2 separate regions of the Mus musculus genome follow, and region 1 is linked to region 2. Evidence: chromatin contacts called from public targeted proximity ligation data. All regions are on one chromosome and are shown on one strand. The core of a region is the stretch at or near the end of the contact, and the rest is flanking DNA. Distances in the headings are between cores, read along the strand shown.

Region 1 (7,076 bases), core at 1,118-3,617, 1.0 Mb before region 2:
ATGATTGAGGCTCAGAAAAATTGTAAGAGGGGACAATGTGGGAACCCTAGCCAGGTTGTAAAGATCTTCATTCCTTAGGTCCTAGAGTATCCACAGCCCTATGCCTTGATGTTTGTGTCTCTGCTGATGAAGGCTTCTCCTATGGTCATGCTCTGACGTGTGAGAATGGCTTTGGGAACCTATTACTCCTACAGAGGTGGTGGGGCTGTGTGAGGGCAGAAATGTAGGCCAGGCTCTCCATGCTGCTCACCACCTGTTCCACCATGCGCTTGCCACTCCTGGGCCTCAGTTTTCACTCACTGTAAAATGGGAAGATGGCTCCACATATTTTCTGTACTATTCAGAAGCTAACAGGAAAAAAAAAAAAAGGATTTAAAAGGATTTCATGAAAATCAGGCCTGGTGGCACAGGCCTGTAATTCCAGCTACCGGAGAGGCTGAGGCAGGAGGATTGCAAGTTGAAGACACTCCTGGGTTATGGAGTAAGTTCAGGCCAGCTGGTCATTTATGGAGACCATGCTTCAAAAAGCTGGGGCCCTGTAGGATGGCTAAGTGGGTAAAGGCATTCTCTGCCAAGACTCATGTGCCAATTTCTATCTCTTGGACTCACAGGGCAGAAGGAGAGAACTGACTCTTGCAAATTGTCCTCTGACCCAATGGCATTCCTGCATAGCACACTTGAGGCTGCTGGGGAGGGCTGGTTGTAGGGTGGGAATAAAGTCTTGGTACACATGCATGTATGCACACACACACACACACACACACACACACACACACACACACACCCAAATGTCTAAAAACAGTTTTGTTTTTTTTTTAAAGTAAAAAGTGGCAGGCTGTAGCTCAGCCATAGCTTGCGTAGCATGTGTGAGGTCCTGGGTTCAATCATAGGACCATAAAAGTAAAATAAAAGTGCGAGCTGTTCCCTACCTACCCACGACTAAGAAACTACTTTCTACCTATAAGACTCTAGCAACATACAGGGACCATGTGCTCCCAGGCCTCCAAATGATAACTCTACTGGGGTGATGGTTCGATTCCATCTCTTCTGGACTCTGGCTTCCATGGAACAGGGGTACCTGCAGTCCTGCCAAGAGCTCACTCCATGCCCAGTGGGGACCATGGGTGGGTCCTGTCTCCTTGTGTGTGGGTCTGAGACTGCAGAGAAGGCCTGGATTGGGGCAGGGGATAAAGGCTTGGCTTCTGAGATTCTCAGGACCAAAGGGACCACATCAATGTCCTAGTAAGGTCCAGGAAGCAAGCCAAGATTTGTCAAGCAGGCATGGTGTACCTCTTACTGTCCAATGCACAAGGGGTGTGTACGTGGGCATCCAAGTCATGCTAACATGAGTGAAGAGGTCATATAGTGTCCAGGAGAGTGCACACACAGTTCTCATAGATACATACATTCAAAACGCACCCCTCCACATCCAGAGTCACACATTCTCACACTCACTCCTAGCTCTTGTAGGTACAGAGTGGGTATCTGAAGCCCCCAACCCTTCTCTGTGAAGTAGAAAGCCATTTCTTCTTTTCCATCCCACCTGGCATCCAGCAGCCTTTACCCCGCCACGTCAGTTTACATCTCTGCTCTGCTCTGTGCACATGCTGTGACCCGGAGGATCTCTTTGGGCCTCCAGGCCTAGCGCCCACAGCATACCTCTGGCTAGTCAAGAATCGCTTACTTTCCTGATGTCACTGATGGCCCACCAGCAGGGTCTCAGGTTTGGAGCAAGGCTCATGAGTTGGGGACTCCTTTAGAACTGACATAGGGCTGCTGTTTGAGCTTGGCATCTCTCTGTTCTTCCGCATCCTTATAAATGGACCATTCTGCCGCAGCCTACTCTGCCCGGAGCATCCTCAATATCAGGTTTGTGCCTCCCTGGAGGTGACCAAATAAAGGCCAGGCATTTCTAGGTGGCACCCTGGAGAGGGTGGCTGCACAGGTTGGAAACTAAGTGCACACTGACTTCTAACCCAAAGCTGAGAAAGACAGTGGATCAGGCTTGGCAATGCACGCGCAGAGCCCCGCGGAGAATGGGGAGTTGACCTAACCTCTGTGACCCTAAGCCTCCCTGCTATTGCACATGAGCCCAGAGTCAGACCTGGGAAGAACTGAGATCCTCTTACTGCACCCCGGTATGCACAGGTATTCAGCCTGGCAGTACCCAGTACCGGCAGAGACTCACCCAGCGTTCCCAGCAGGTATGTGGCAGCCAGCAGCACTTCGTGGGAGTCCATGGATAATGGCCTTCTGCTGCCTCAGCCTCAGTGAGCTCAGCTGGCCAGCCAGGAGAGGTGTCTGACTCAGTGTCTTACTGTCTTGGAGGGAGGGGGCATAAACAGGGGTGGAAAGGGGAAGCAGGCAGTGTGGGCCTGTGTCACTGCCAACCCTGTTTGAAGTTGAACTGTCAACTTCCTCCCTGTGAAACCACCTGCCCCAATTAGAATGGAGGCCTGAGTCTCTGTCAGCTTCCTGCACGAGGTGCCTGGAACTGCGGTAGTGCCCACTGGCCATTCTCATGGCTGGGCAGAACCAGGTGTCCTTGTGGGATGGGACTGTGGGGCAGAGAGAGGCTGGGAACTCCAGAGAGAGGTCGTTCTACTCTCAGGAGAGCTCACCCGAGGTAAAAGGGCAAGGGCCCGAGACAGGAGCCTTCCCTACAGGATTCTGAGTGGGGTGGGGACTGTGCAGGCGAGCAACTTCAGGTCTTATTGCAGGGTCAATAAGGAAAACCAAGACACAAGCCCTGCTCACTCCTGATGGTGTACGGGGCTGGAAGTCCATAATCTGAGTTGAATCCCTATGGGGATCTAAGCAAAGAAACAAAACAAAACAAGACCTTGCTAGGTAGCCCATGTAAGCCTGGAGTTTGTGGTAATCCTCCTGCTTCAGTCTCACAAATGTTAGAATTACAAGCGGGAGCTGCTGTGCCTAAGAATCCAAGAGTAATATTTTACCAGCAAGTATGGGGAGGAGAGTGTCTTCATCTGAGTTGAACTTGCAGCACTGTGTGTGTGTGTGTGTGTGTGTGTGTGTGTGAGAGAGAGAGAGAGAGAGAAAGAGAGAGAGAGAGAGAGAGAGAGAGAGAGAGAGAGAGAGAGAGAGAGAGAGAGAGAGAGAGAGAGAGAGATCTCCCTGTTGGTGTGAGATGCCCATTTTGGGTATGATCTCCATGTTAGGTATGAGATAGATATTCATGTTGGGTGTGAGATCTCCATGTTGTATGGTCTCTGGATCTAGATTCGTTCATTCATTCATTCATTCATTCATTCATTCATTCATTCATTCATTCAACATTATCAATGATATGCAAGAACTAGAAATGCAGCTGGCATGGTGATACACACCTTTTAATCCCAGCACTCAGGAGACAGAGGCAAGGTGATCTCTGTGAGTTTGAGGCCAGCCTGGTCTACAAAGTGAGTTCCAGGACAGCCAGGGATGTTACACAGAGAAACTCTTGTCTGGTGGTGGTGATGGGTTGGGTGCTGGGGACAGTCCCTACCTGGTGTGTCTGTTATTTTTTCCTTTGCTGGAACCCAGTGTCTCATGCTTACAAGGCAAACACTCTCAACTGATCTGTATCCCTAGCATCCCTTTGTTTCTTAAGTGCCCATCGGAGCCTATTTCCTCACAGTTTATAGAGAGCTTCACTGTCCATTGACCAGCCAGCCCACGCCCTCGCATATGCATGCATGCACACGCATGTGCACACACGCGCACACACACACACACACACACACACACACACACACACATGCACACACTCACACACACACACACACACACACATGCACACACTCACACACACACACACACACACACACACACACACACACATACACACACACACACACACACATGCACACACAAGGAAACCGACATCTCCTTCCACAGACCTCCAGACTCACTTCTTTATCAAAGGCAATCCAAACCCGGAGCTTTAGATTTATTTCCCCTTCACAGGCCTGAGTGTGATCTACTAGGTGGCTTCACTATGTGTTCCAACCTTCATAGAAGTCTGAATGTATTACCTCAGTTACTGGCTGTGTACCGGAGGGAACCCTAGTGGTGGGGTCCCTGCACTCCAGGTCCGTAGCTCTTCCCCTGCCACCGACTCCCTAGTAACTACCCCACAAAGTTTTCTACCTTGCATCCCCTAGACCTCAGGTCCTGTGCCAGCTGGGGACCCCAGACCCCAGGCGACAGTTTCCTGTCCTATCACCCGCACTTTCCATGACACAAGAGGAAGTCAGCTGAGCTGGCTGGGTTTTCCATGCCGCCGCTTGGTGGAGGCAAAGGTGGGGGAGGGGGGATGAGCCCCCTAGGCCAGTTTCAGAACCTCAACAGCCTCCGAGGGACAGGCTCTGCCCTATTGCCTTGGCGACACCAGGTAACCTCTGGAGAGTTGCCTTACTGGACTTTCTGGTTTGGGTCACTCCTCAGTGATTCCAACACTGGTTCTTTTGGATGGGGGTGGGGAGAAGGTGGCAAAGGAGCCACAAGGAGGTGGGGTGAGGGTGAAGGGGGGAGGGGGATGGGAGCTGAGGAATGTGAGGGCCTGAAGCAGATCAACATTGGTTGGATGACTAAGTGAAATCTATAGGATGGATACCTTCCAAGTGTTTATTTGATGAGTGACTGAGTGACTCAGTCACTGGGATCTTCTGTACTGGCAGCCTTGAGCACGACCAGCTCAGGCTGGCTGTCCATCTTCCCTACCCAGCTTAGGGAGTGCACCCCTGACCTACTGTTGCTCCTTGCCTGGGAGTGGAAGAGCAAGGGAAGACCTCTTGTCTGTTGAAGGGACTGTCCGAGGGAGGGAGGGAGAGGTACTGACCCTCCAATACCTGCTCTTTGAGTGTGGCCATTGCTCTGTGACCTTGAGTGAGTCCCGTGGAGCTGGGGTCCTCAGTTGGTTCCTGTGTAGCATAGGGGAGTTGGATGACCCCAGGGCAGCCCTCCTTCAGATTGTAGAGGGAAGGGTGTGCCCAGGTGCCTTCAGAGGAGGGACTTCCTCTGTTTTGGGACCTAAAGGATTTGGCTCTTGGTGGGAGGACATCAGCTTGAACTCTTGGGGGAAGCAGAGGTCGGAGGTTTCCAGGGCACTTACCCTGTGCACCAGAAGGGCCAGGTGAGATCTCAGCAGGCTCCCGATTGCCTGCCTCCCTTGGAACAGCACCAGCCTCTCATATATGTGGTGAAACTGAGTCACTTAATGAAGTAAATTACCTAAATTCCCCTTGTGTAATGTATTTAAGAAGGCTACCTTATGATATGCCCCGTGGAGTATTAGCACAAACACTGGCTCAGAGGGAAGGTTCTAGAATCCATGGTTGTTAGTTTTCAGTGACAACTGGCATAGTTGGGTAGAAACAACTTGGAGTCTAGAAGCTGGCTTAATTTCTGAGGGGGGATATTAGGAAAGCTACTGCCCCATTCCGAGATCCATCTCCCTGCAGCTCGGGGCATCTGGAAGCTGCCCTGGTAATGACATGCAGGGCTTGTGAGGTAGAGTGCTCCCCGTGTGAGGTCAGTCTCCCAGGCTCAGCCCATGCTTTCCTGCAAGGAAGCTCTCTAAAGTGGAGGCTCTCTAAAGTGACCAGCCTTCCCCACCACGGCTGCCTCTCTAGCCAGCCCACAGTTCTGACTCCTGCTTTCTCTTCTGTTGCTCTTTTGAGCGACACTGAGCCTGTTTGACCACAGGTAAACGTGAGAAAACAAGGCTGCTTAAGGCTGTTAACCAAGCCCATTTTTCCGATGAACCACTTGAGGATCACTGAGGTTAGGTGGATCCCCAAAGGTGCACAGCTCACGAACAGTGAGGTTTGTGCCTCCAGGTCTCCCGGCAGGTAGATGTCCCCTTTCTTACATACCACCTGTCTCTTATTTCAGATGGCTGCATCCATTTGCCCAAAAGGAACTCTTGTTCTATAAAGCAGGCAGACACACAGAACCTGAGTGGTGAGGTGGACAAAGGCACCTGTAGGAATGCATGTACTGGGTCCTCTATATGGTAGAGAGCTGAGGGTGGGAGGGTCCTTCCTCTTAGAGCAGTGGACAATCCCAGCCCTTAGAGCAGAGTTGCTCCTGAAGCTGCCTGCCTTGTTGATCACCCAGCCCAGGCCTGTTTTCCTTGAGAGCATAAGGCAAATCTCTCAAGGGACATGAGGACAGGATGTGGGAAGGGCCAGCCTGAGGGGACTGTAGAGAAACCGGTAGCCATTGCTACTTGTGAGGAAGTCAAGGAGGGAGGAAGGACACTGGAAGGATGAGCGGTTTCCCATTTACTGGTGGGATGGGTTTTCTAGGTTGAGGGAAGAGTCGACACAAAGGCTTCTGGGTCCTGCAAGGTAGTAGCTAGTCTGGGACAGGCAAGAAGGGTACAGAGCTGGAACTTGGGATGTGAGTCCTGCCTGGCTCAATCATTATCGCTGCGTGTTTGAGGTGAAGGCTCTCCCCTAGAACCCAGTTTCCCTGTGATATAAAGGGTTTTCTTAGATAGTCACTGAGAGTCCTCAGTCTGTGACCTCACGGGTCAGGGTGTCATTTAGAAAACTAATGAGGACCTGAACAATCTATGAAAGTTTTCTTAAAAAGACCAGATGCCGAGAGCCATGACACTCTTTAGAAAGCTCACACACAGGGCCATCGAGGGGGGCTTAGCAGGTAAACAGCCTCACCACCAAGCCTGACACCCTGAACCTGATCTCTGAAACACACATGGTGCATGGAGACAAGTGACTCCTGCAAGTTGTCCTCTGACCTCCATGCCTGTGCACTGACACACACATGTGTGTGTACACACACCTAAACATATACAATAAACGGGCAACTTGGCAAGAATTAATAGTTCTTAAAAAAAAATAGGCAGCTCACTCATAATGTCCTCTTAGAGAGACTTCCTGGGTGGGAGATGGAGTCCTGTGTAAGGTATTTCAGCCACCCAGAGGGAAAGGAAAGAGGAGGAGAAAGAAAAGGGAATTTCAGCCTCTCCACACTGCGGAGCCCACACAGAGGGGACAGCGGGCATGATGAGATCCCAGCTGTTCCAGAGGCTCAAACAGGAGGAT
Region 2 (7,657 bases), core at 1,467-3,966:
AGGCATTCACAAACATTTTCTTCTTGATCCTCTCCCTGCCCCATCCTCTGCTGGTACCTTTCCATTTCCCTCTCATCCTTTCATGTCACATGTATTCTGCTATCCCTTGTTCTTCTCTTTCCTCCTTCCCCAACTCTCTCTCTTAAGACTTCTCCTCCTATTGGTCCCCTTTCTAGTTTCAGCACACACACACAAATTAAAACCGGGAATCTGCCTATGAGACATAACAAACAGTTTTGAATTGATAAGAGAAACATGAACAAGTGCATATAAAAAACAAACTAGCATACATACAAGCAAATCACAAACATTGAAATCAAAAGCATGAGGGAAAGCTAGATATCACTCATCAATGAAGAAATGAAAACTGACATATCACCACTATGTGATTTATAATCCATTAGACTGGAAGATGTTATCACACATCAACTTTAATCAACTATTTCACCCAGCTTTTGTTCACTACCTTTATCTAGAAAGGGTTGGGCTGATATTTTGCTATTTCTTGCTGCTATTGTGTTTCTTCATTACTCTCCCACTTAAGAATGGCAACTGCTAGTGACTAGAGAGATGAATCAACTGTTAAGAGCTGTTCTTTCAGAGGACCTGTACGGGCAGTTTACAAGCATCTGCGCAGCAACTACAGCTCCCTCTTCTGGCCAGTGTGGGCACCTGCACATAGATGTAAATGTCTTGTTTATATGCAAATATCTTTTTAAATTGTCCCTTATAGTTACAAAGAACATAATTTCAAAATCTAAATGCCCAATACTACATAATACAACACTGAATTAACCTTAGTGGAAACTGTCCCTCGGCTCAGTGCTATTTTAAGTAGAGAGATAATAGTGAAGATAAGACAGGAAGGAGGAGGTTCTTCATTTCTTCATTTTTACACTCCTCCCAACCAAGATGCTTGCCTCTTATCACACCTTTGTTGACCTTCCTGGCATGGGTGGCACCTGTCGTGGAATGGATTACATCTCTTTTAAAAAGAGGGGACTTGGAGTTCTGACCACTCTCAGGTCTTTCAAAATGTGGCCTTTTGCCAGCGCAGAAGGAGGAATATCAATAAACAAGTTAAATTGTGTCCTGGGGTGGATTTGTAGAGTCTCTTAATACTTGGGAAGCAGATGTATTGCACAGGTGAATAGATTTGTAAGCAATTTCCCCAGTATATCTTATCCACAAGCATTGAAGGCTGTACTTACTGCTTGTGAAATTAATTCTTAAGAGCACACAGATTTAACATGATTTAAACACAACAGACATCAGTCTCATTTGCTAATTTCATCTGTCTCCTAAAAGCTTAGATACAAATCCTCTTGTTCTAATCACTACAAAGCTCCAGCCTCAGGAAAAATTATATGTCCAACATTTCCAAAAGGATAATTATACATTATTTCATTTCCCTTCCTTATTAAATTATGGTGTGGTCCATTCACTAGAGCAGCCAATCCCCTTAACGACCCAGCCATCCCTCCAGCTCCTTCTCTTGGATTTCTTAAAGGAAAAACTTTGAAGACAGAACATTACCCCTCTTCTGTGAAGACAAGGCTAAATCTTGAAACCAAACTGATCATTTATAGAAACAAATTAATCCTGTTAATCTATGCCAGCTTGAGATGACCACCATACCAAACCAAAACTGAAGCAATGATCAGCCTAGACCAGGACTGCTTAATTATGCATACTTTTTAGCGGACTCCCCACTCGATGCCCCAGTTTGTCCACTAGTTAAACTTAAAGGTGCCAGGTGTGGTGGTACATGCCTTTAATCCCACACTGTGTAGGCTGAGGCAGACAGATCTCTGTGAGTTCGAGGCCAGCCTATCTACATAGTGAGTTCTAGAACAGCCAGAACTACATAGAGATTTTGTCTCAAATAAATAAATAAATAAATAAATAGCTTAAAGCTCATATCAGGGCCATGAAAATGATCTTGAATGGTCATTGGAGTCCATCATTTATTATTTCAAATGAAGCTACCTTAAATTAATGGCTTTTCGAGGTTACTTTCTTTTAATTAGCATATTAAGGACAGGTGGGACTGCAGAGATGGCTCAGCGGTTAAGAGCACTGACTGCTCTTCCAGAGGTTTTGAGTTCAAATCCCAGAAACCACATGGTAGCTCACAACCATCTGTAATGAGATCTGATGCCCTCTTCTGGTGTGTCTGAGGACAGCTACAGTGTACTTATATATAATAAATAAATAAATCTTTTTTTTTTTTAATTATAAAAGTAAAAGGACAGGTGATCGAACCCAGCCGGTTGGGAATGCCCAAGCCAGTGCTTTTACCTTGAAAACTCCAGCTACAGCTCTTTTGATAGATTTGTCAAGACCAAACTCAGCAAGCGCACAGTAAATAAGCCAATGACAAATCAATAGCATCTTTCTATGTCCCTAGAGAAGAGACATAAATGTACGGAAAGTTAAGGGAACAACTTCTTACAAAACCTCGGGCTTTCGCAGCTTTCTACACCAAGGAGAAAACCCAGAGCTGTCACTAAACAGAAAAAAACTGAGAAGACCCTCGCGGAAACTTGAAACACCTCGGGCGTGGCTTGGCCTGTGGGACCTTTAACCCGCAGATAACCTGCTCCAGAACCAGGTGCTGGAAGTTTCCTCTACTTCCGTCAGGACTCTATAAAAGGTGGGACAGGATGACGTCACTTCCTGTCTTGTGTCCGCGGGCCGGCAAAGCTCTGAACTGGGAAAAGCCACTGTTGTAGTTGAGAGAAACCTGACCCGGCAGCACACGCGTGGCCATGTGGAGGCTGTTGACGCGCGTCCCCGCGCCGCTCCTGCGGATGCACTTTTCAGGTCAGAAACCTGTTTCATCTTTTAAAAAGGCATTTCCCCGATCTTCCTCCCCACATTCCAAAGTCTATGCTTACTGCGATAGGTCCTGCGCTTTCCTTACTTCTTCCACCTCCACTATGCGGAGGCCTGGGTCCTGGTCATGTGCGGGAGACGGTGCTCCGTGAGCCTAGTTGCTTCCTTGGAAGCCCATTTAGTGGAACTCGTACCCCCGTGCTTCTAGACACCTCTGTCAGGAGTGATCAGAGTGTAACAGTAATGGTTTGATTTGTCATTGTAGATTCTTGGGCAGCCCTTCCCACCAGTGCTGGTCTGAAGACGCTCCTCCCAGTTCCAACTTTTGAAAGTGAGTACCTGTCATTTCCACTTATTTTTCTCTGAGAAAAGGCATCGAAGGTGTGTTTGTGCTTCCTCCCTCCGTTGAGTGATTCAACAGATATATGTAAGGAAGGCAAACTGCAGCGAAGTCCCTCGATGTTGCAAAGCAGATAACTATTGGGCTAGTTCCCAGGCATCCTACCACTGATGTGTGGCCCATGATCTACCCAGTCAGCACTAACTGGGCATATATCAGATTTTTTTATCTTCTAAATAATAGTACAGATATGCAGACACTTAGCAATAGTAGCCAGGTGCTCTGCAGTCCTGTACATCTAACTTTTTAATGTACTAAAATCTCCAAAACTGCAAATGGCCTAGACATCTGAGGGTCTTCGGCACATAACTGTTAAACTACTGTGTGGGCTGGAGCAATGGCTCAGCAGTTAATAACACTTGTTGCTCTTGCAGAGAACCCAGGTTCAATTCTCAGAACCCACAAGATTGTTCATAACCATCTGGGACTCCAGCTTCAGGGGTTCCTACATCCTCTTCTGCACATTAATACATGCAGACAAAACACTCCTAACATTTTTGATAAATAAGGTGCTGTGTGTGCTTAGAAGTGCATACTAACTTGCAGATGTAAGAACGTATTACCAGGTCTCACAGTAGCTGCCCATAGAAGTCAGTGAAGGGAGAGTAGTTTTTGTAACTTGGAACAGCAACTTTATTATTCCATTAATGATCTGATGGCCCTTTGAGGCTTCCTGTTTTGTTTATTCTATCATGGAGCCATTCTTTCTCATATTTAATTTTTTTTTTGAGTCACAGTTGTTTTCCCCAGGATGTCATATAGAGGATAGTGACAAGAAAAATCCTACTTTGTAAGTTTACCAAGAAAAATACAACAGAAGGTTTTTTTTTTTTTCGTTTGTTTGTTTTGTTTTAATGGTATTTTTGCAATCTAGAGGAGCAGTGAGTTTTGTTTTGTTTTTGGTTTTGGTTTTTAAGAGCATGCTTCTGGCTTTGATGTTTTAACTGAAGTTCCTCTTCTTTAAAGTAGAGATTAGAATACCACTTGCCCAATTATGTTTCTTGGCCTAGCTGAAAATTATGTATGCTCCTGTTTTCAATTCTTTTTATTTTTAATTGCCTTTTATTTATTTTGTATGCATGCACTTGTGTGGGTGCGTATGTGTCAAGGCATATATCTGGAGGTCTGTGACTACTTTTGGGAGTCAGTTCTCTCCTTCTACCACGTGGGCCCTAAGGCTCCAACCCAGATGGGCAAGCAGTGCTTTTTACCGGTTGGGACATCTTGTGGGCCCCTTGTTTTCAATTTCTAATACTTCACTTTGTATTTCCCCCATTTGTCTGTTTAGTGTTGAAGCCCTAAAGAAATATAAAGGTTGCCACCACTCAGTCCAGCACTTCCTGCAGGTTCGAGGTTACACAGTGATCACATGACATCCATAAGACTGTCTCAACCCTCTGCGTACATGTTGTGGGTGTATAGCGAAGTCTTCATGTGGGACTCCTAACGGGGCTGTCTCTGACTCTTTTGACAGTTTTTGGGACCCTTTTCTTCATCTTGGGTTGCCCCATCCAGTCTTAATACGACAGAAGGTGCCTAGTCTTACTGCAACTTGATATGCCACGTTTGGTTGATATTCATGGGAGGCCTGCCCTTTTCTGAATAGAAACAGGAATGAGTAGATTGAGATGGGGGAAGAGGGGAGACTACAGTTGGGATTTTTTTTTTAAAAAAAAAAAACAATCTCAAAATACCAAAGCTGCTTTAACAGTGAATGAAGTAATAATTGAGAACAGTCCCTACAAATAGGGGCTGAACATACAGGGGGGTAATAAGTGAATTTGGCTGAGAAACATTTGTGTAAGCATTGTTATAGCTGAAAGAGTCCAGTGTCGCTAGAAACATCCAGAGGCAAATGGTAACCGCTGGAATTATTACTCATTAGGCCCTCTGCGTCGTGCACCTTCACTTATTCTTGATTGTCTTTGCTCCTGCTAGATGTCTCCATCCCTGAAAGGTCCAAGCTTAAATTTGTTGAAAGAGTCCCACTTGTGCCAAAAGTAAGAAGAGAACCTAAAAATTTGAAGGACATACGAGGGCCTTCAACTGAAGCCACTGACTTTACAGAAGGCAATTTTGCAATTTTGGTGAGTGATAAAAGAGATTAACAAAGTTTTCTTCTCTTTGAGTTGATTCTAGTCTCTTCCTCCACATTAGAACTGCCACACCTACATCCACATTCCAATTGCTCTTTAAATAGATATAGAACTAGGCTACTGGGTTCCCAAGGAAACGTGAGTTATATATTTTTCTACAGTGTAGGATTGAAAACACAGGAGTCCCATACTAGATGCTTGAGAGTTTGCACTGAATTCTGTCTATAAGCCCTGTGATAATGTAAAGGATCCAATAACCTAGTGGCCAACAAGCAGGTAGCCTATACAACAGGTATTCACTGAACAGGTAGATGGTTCAGATCCATGTGAAATTGTGTTAACAAAAATCTAGCAAGGTTAGATTTTTATCTTGCTATTTCAGAAAATATTTAGTTGAAATTAGAAGTTGTTTACAGCAGGATGGCCACTTACTATTTCAGATGGGTTGGAACTATAGAGGCGGTAAGGAAGGTTGCTGTAAAAGCAAAGAGCAAAGGCGCTACTTCAGTTCCCCAGTTATAACAAGATCTTTTCAAGTCTCTGGTAAAAATGAAGTATTTGTGGGTGAGAATTAGAACACCTGCTTCATGCTGTTTCTATACAGTGGTTTCTGTAAAGAATAATGTTAGTGCCGTGGGTGGCTATGTGCTAGCATTTCTGGCAGCCAGAGTGATGGTGAAGTCTTCTTCCCTGGCCTGCACTGTACCCTTGAGCGCTGCTGCTGACCTCTCAGAACCTTATGCCCACTCTGCATTCCTACCCTACCCCAGCTACACTGGTTCTACTTAAACTACCAAGCCCTTTGTTGTGTCAGGGCATTTACATCAATGTTTCTCCACCTGGGACTGTCCTCTTCTGACTGGTTCTTAGGATTCTCTCCTCAGCTTTCAGTGTCATCTGTAAAAAGTCCTCCCTGGGCTCTCCATGGGAGTGATTCCATCCTTGCTGTCTTTTATTACTGTAGCTTAGGTGTTTCCTCCATATTACTAATTACAACTTAGATGTCTACTTTTCATGTGTATCATTAAAGCCAGTTACTATAAAAGAGGCGGCATGATAATAGACGCCATACTTTCTAAATCCCCCTGTGTTCTAATTTATCTGTTCATTTTTAGGCACTTGGCGGTGGTTATCTCCATTGGGGCCATTTTGAAATGATGCGCTTGACAATCAACCGCTTTATGGATCCCAAGAACATGTTTGCCATCTGGCGAGTGCCAGCCCCTTTCAAGCCCATCACTCGCAAAGGTGTTGGGCAGCGCATGGGGGGAGGTAAAGGTGCCATCGATCACTATGTGACACCTGTGAAGACTGGCTGCCTAGTAGTAGAGATGGGTGGACGGTGTGAATTTGAAGAGGTAAAAGGTATCCTGAACCAAGTTGCTCACAAGTTACCCTTTCCGGCAAAGGCTGTGAGCCGTAAGACTCTAGAGAGGATGCACCAAAATCAAAGAGAGAGAGAACTTAACAACCAAAACCCCTGGACCTTTGAGCACATAGCCACTGCCAACATGTTTGGCATACGGAAATTCCTGAGCCCATATGACTTGACGCAGAAAGGGCGATACTGGGGCAAATTCTACATGCCCAAGCGTGTGTAGTGAAAGCGCGAGGAACATGTGCGCAGCCTCCTGAGCGACAATCTGCGCCTTTACTGTCCTGAGGGTCTTTGCTGGTTCTTGGATCCTAACTAAGCACATGAGTGAGTGACTTCTGAAAAACTGTGTCACCTGGTTGATTCTAATTAAAGTTTGAATGTAACCTCAGGGTACAACTTCTCTTTGGTCAGTTTCAGTTGCTTACAGGATTAAGGACAGTTTGATAGCCAGCTGTCCCAGCACTCAGGAGGCAAAGATGGGTGGATCTCATTTGTGTTCAAGGCCAGTCACATCTACAAGCAAGATCCTGTCTCAAAAAAAAAAAAAAAACCTGGCTTATCTCCGGACCTGAAATGTGTCTTTGCATGTTCTCAGCTCTGGAAATGTAATATGTACACTACCTAGTCTAGGACATTTTGCTTATTACAAATGTATTTTTTGGAGTAATTCAAGGATAAAAACAACAGTACAACTAGTACCCAACAACTAGTGGGTTCAACAGATATTTATTAATGCCCAGCTGCCCATCTTCTGTCAGTCTCAGAAGGGAAAACATGGAATATGACAAGGAATTTAGCAAAAGAACTTTAACAAAAGTTGAAACCCTTCCTAGATCTGAAGCTAGCTAAGGAGGGGCATCTTGGCTCTCTGTCCCTTTAGGAGCTAGTGTATGTAGAGCACACACACACTGCTGGATAATTGAGGGTCCCATGTGATCCAAAACT

The links.
Region 1: a contact with region 2 is called in a targeted proximity ligation map of microglia, with 6 times the contacts expected there. A contact is called at or near these places in 2 of 39 promoter capture datasets (embryonic stem cells and liver) and 1 of 130 datasets of targeted methods (microglia).

What each region holds. Positions count from the first base shown.
Region 1 is chr19:10,736,607-10,743,682 of GRCm38.p6, forward strand. It overlaps Cd5 (CD5 antigen), which reads right to left and starts at 2,368. Exons shown (of 11, transcript NM_007650.3): 1 at 2,189-2,368. The coding sequence starts at 2,240. It overlaps A430093F15Rik (RIKEN cDNA A430093F15 gene), which reads left to right and starts at 4,341. Exons shown (of 4, transcript NR_027805.1): 1 at 4,341-4,396.
Region 2 is chr19:11,767,699-11,775,355 of GRCm38.p6, forward strand. Mrpl16 (mitochondrial ribosomal protein L16) reads left to right here and starts at 2,717. Exons shown (of 4, transcript NM_025606.3): 1 at 2,717-2,826; 2 at 3,104-3,169; 3 at 5,177-5,325; 4 at 6,450-7,258. The coding sequence starts at 2,772. The coding sequence ends at 6,935. It also overlaps a transcript of Stx3 not described here.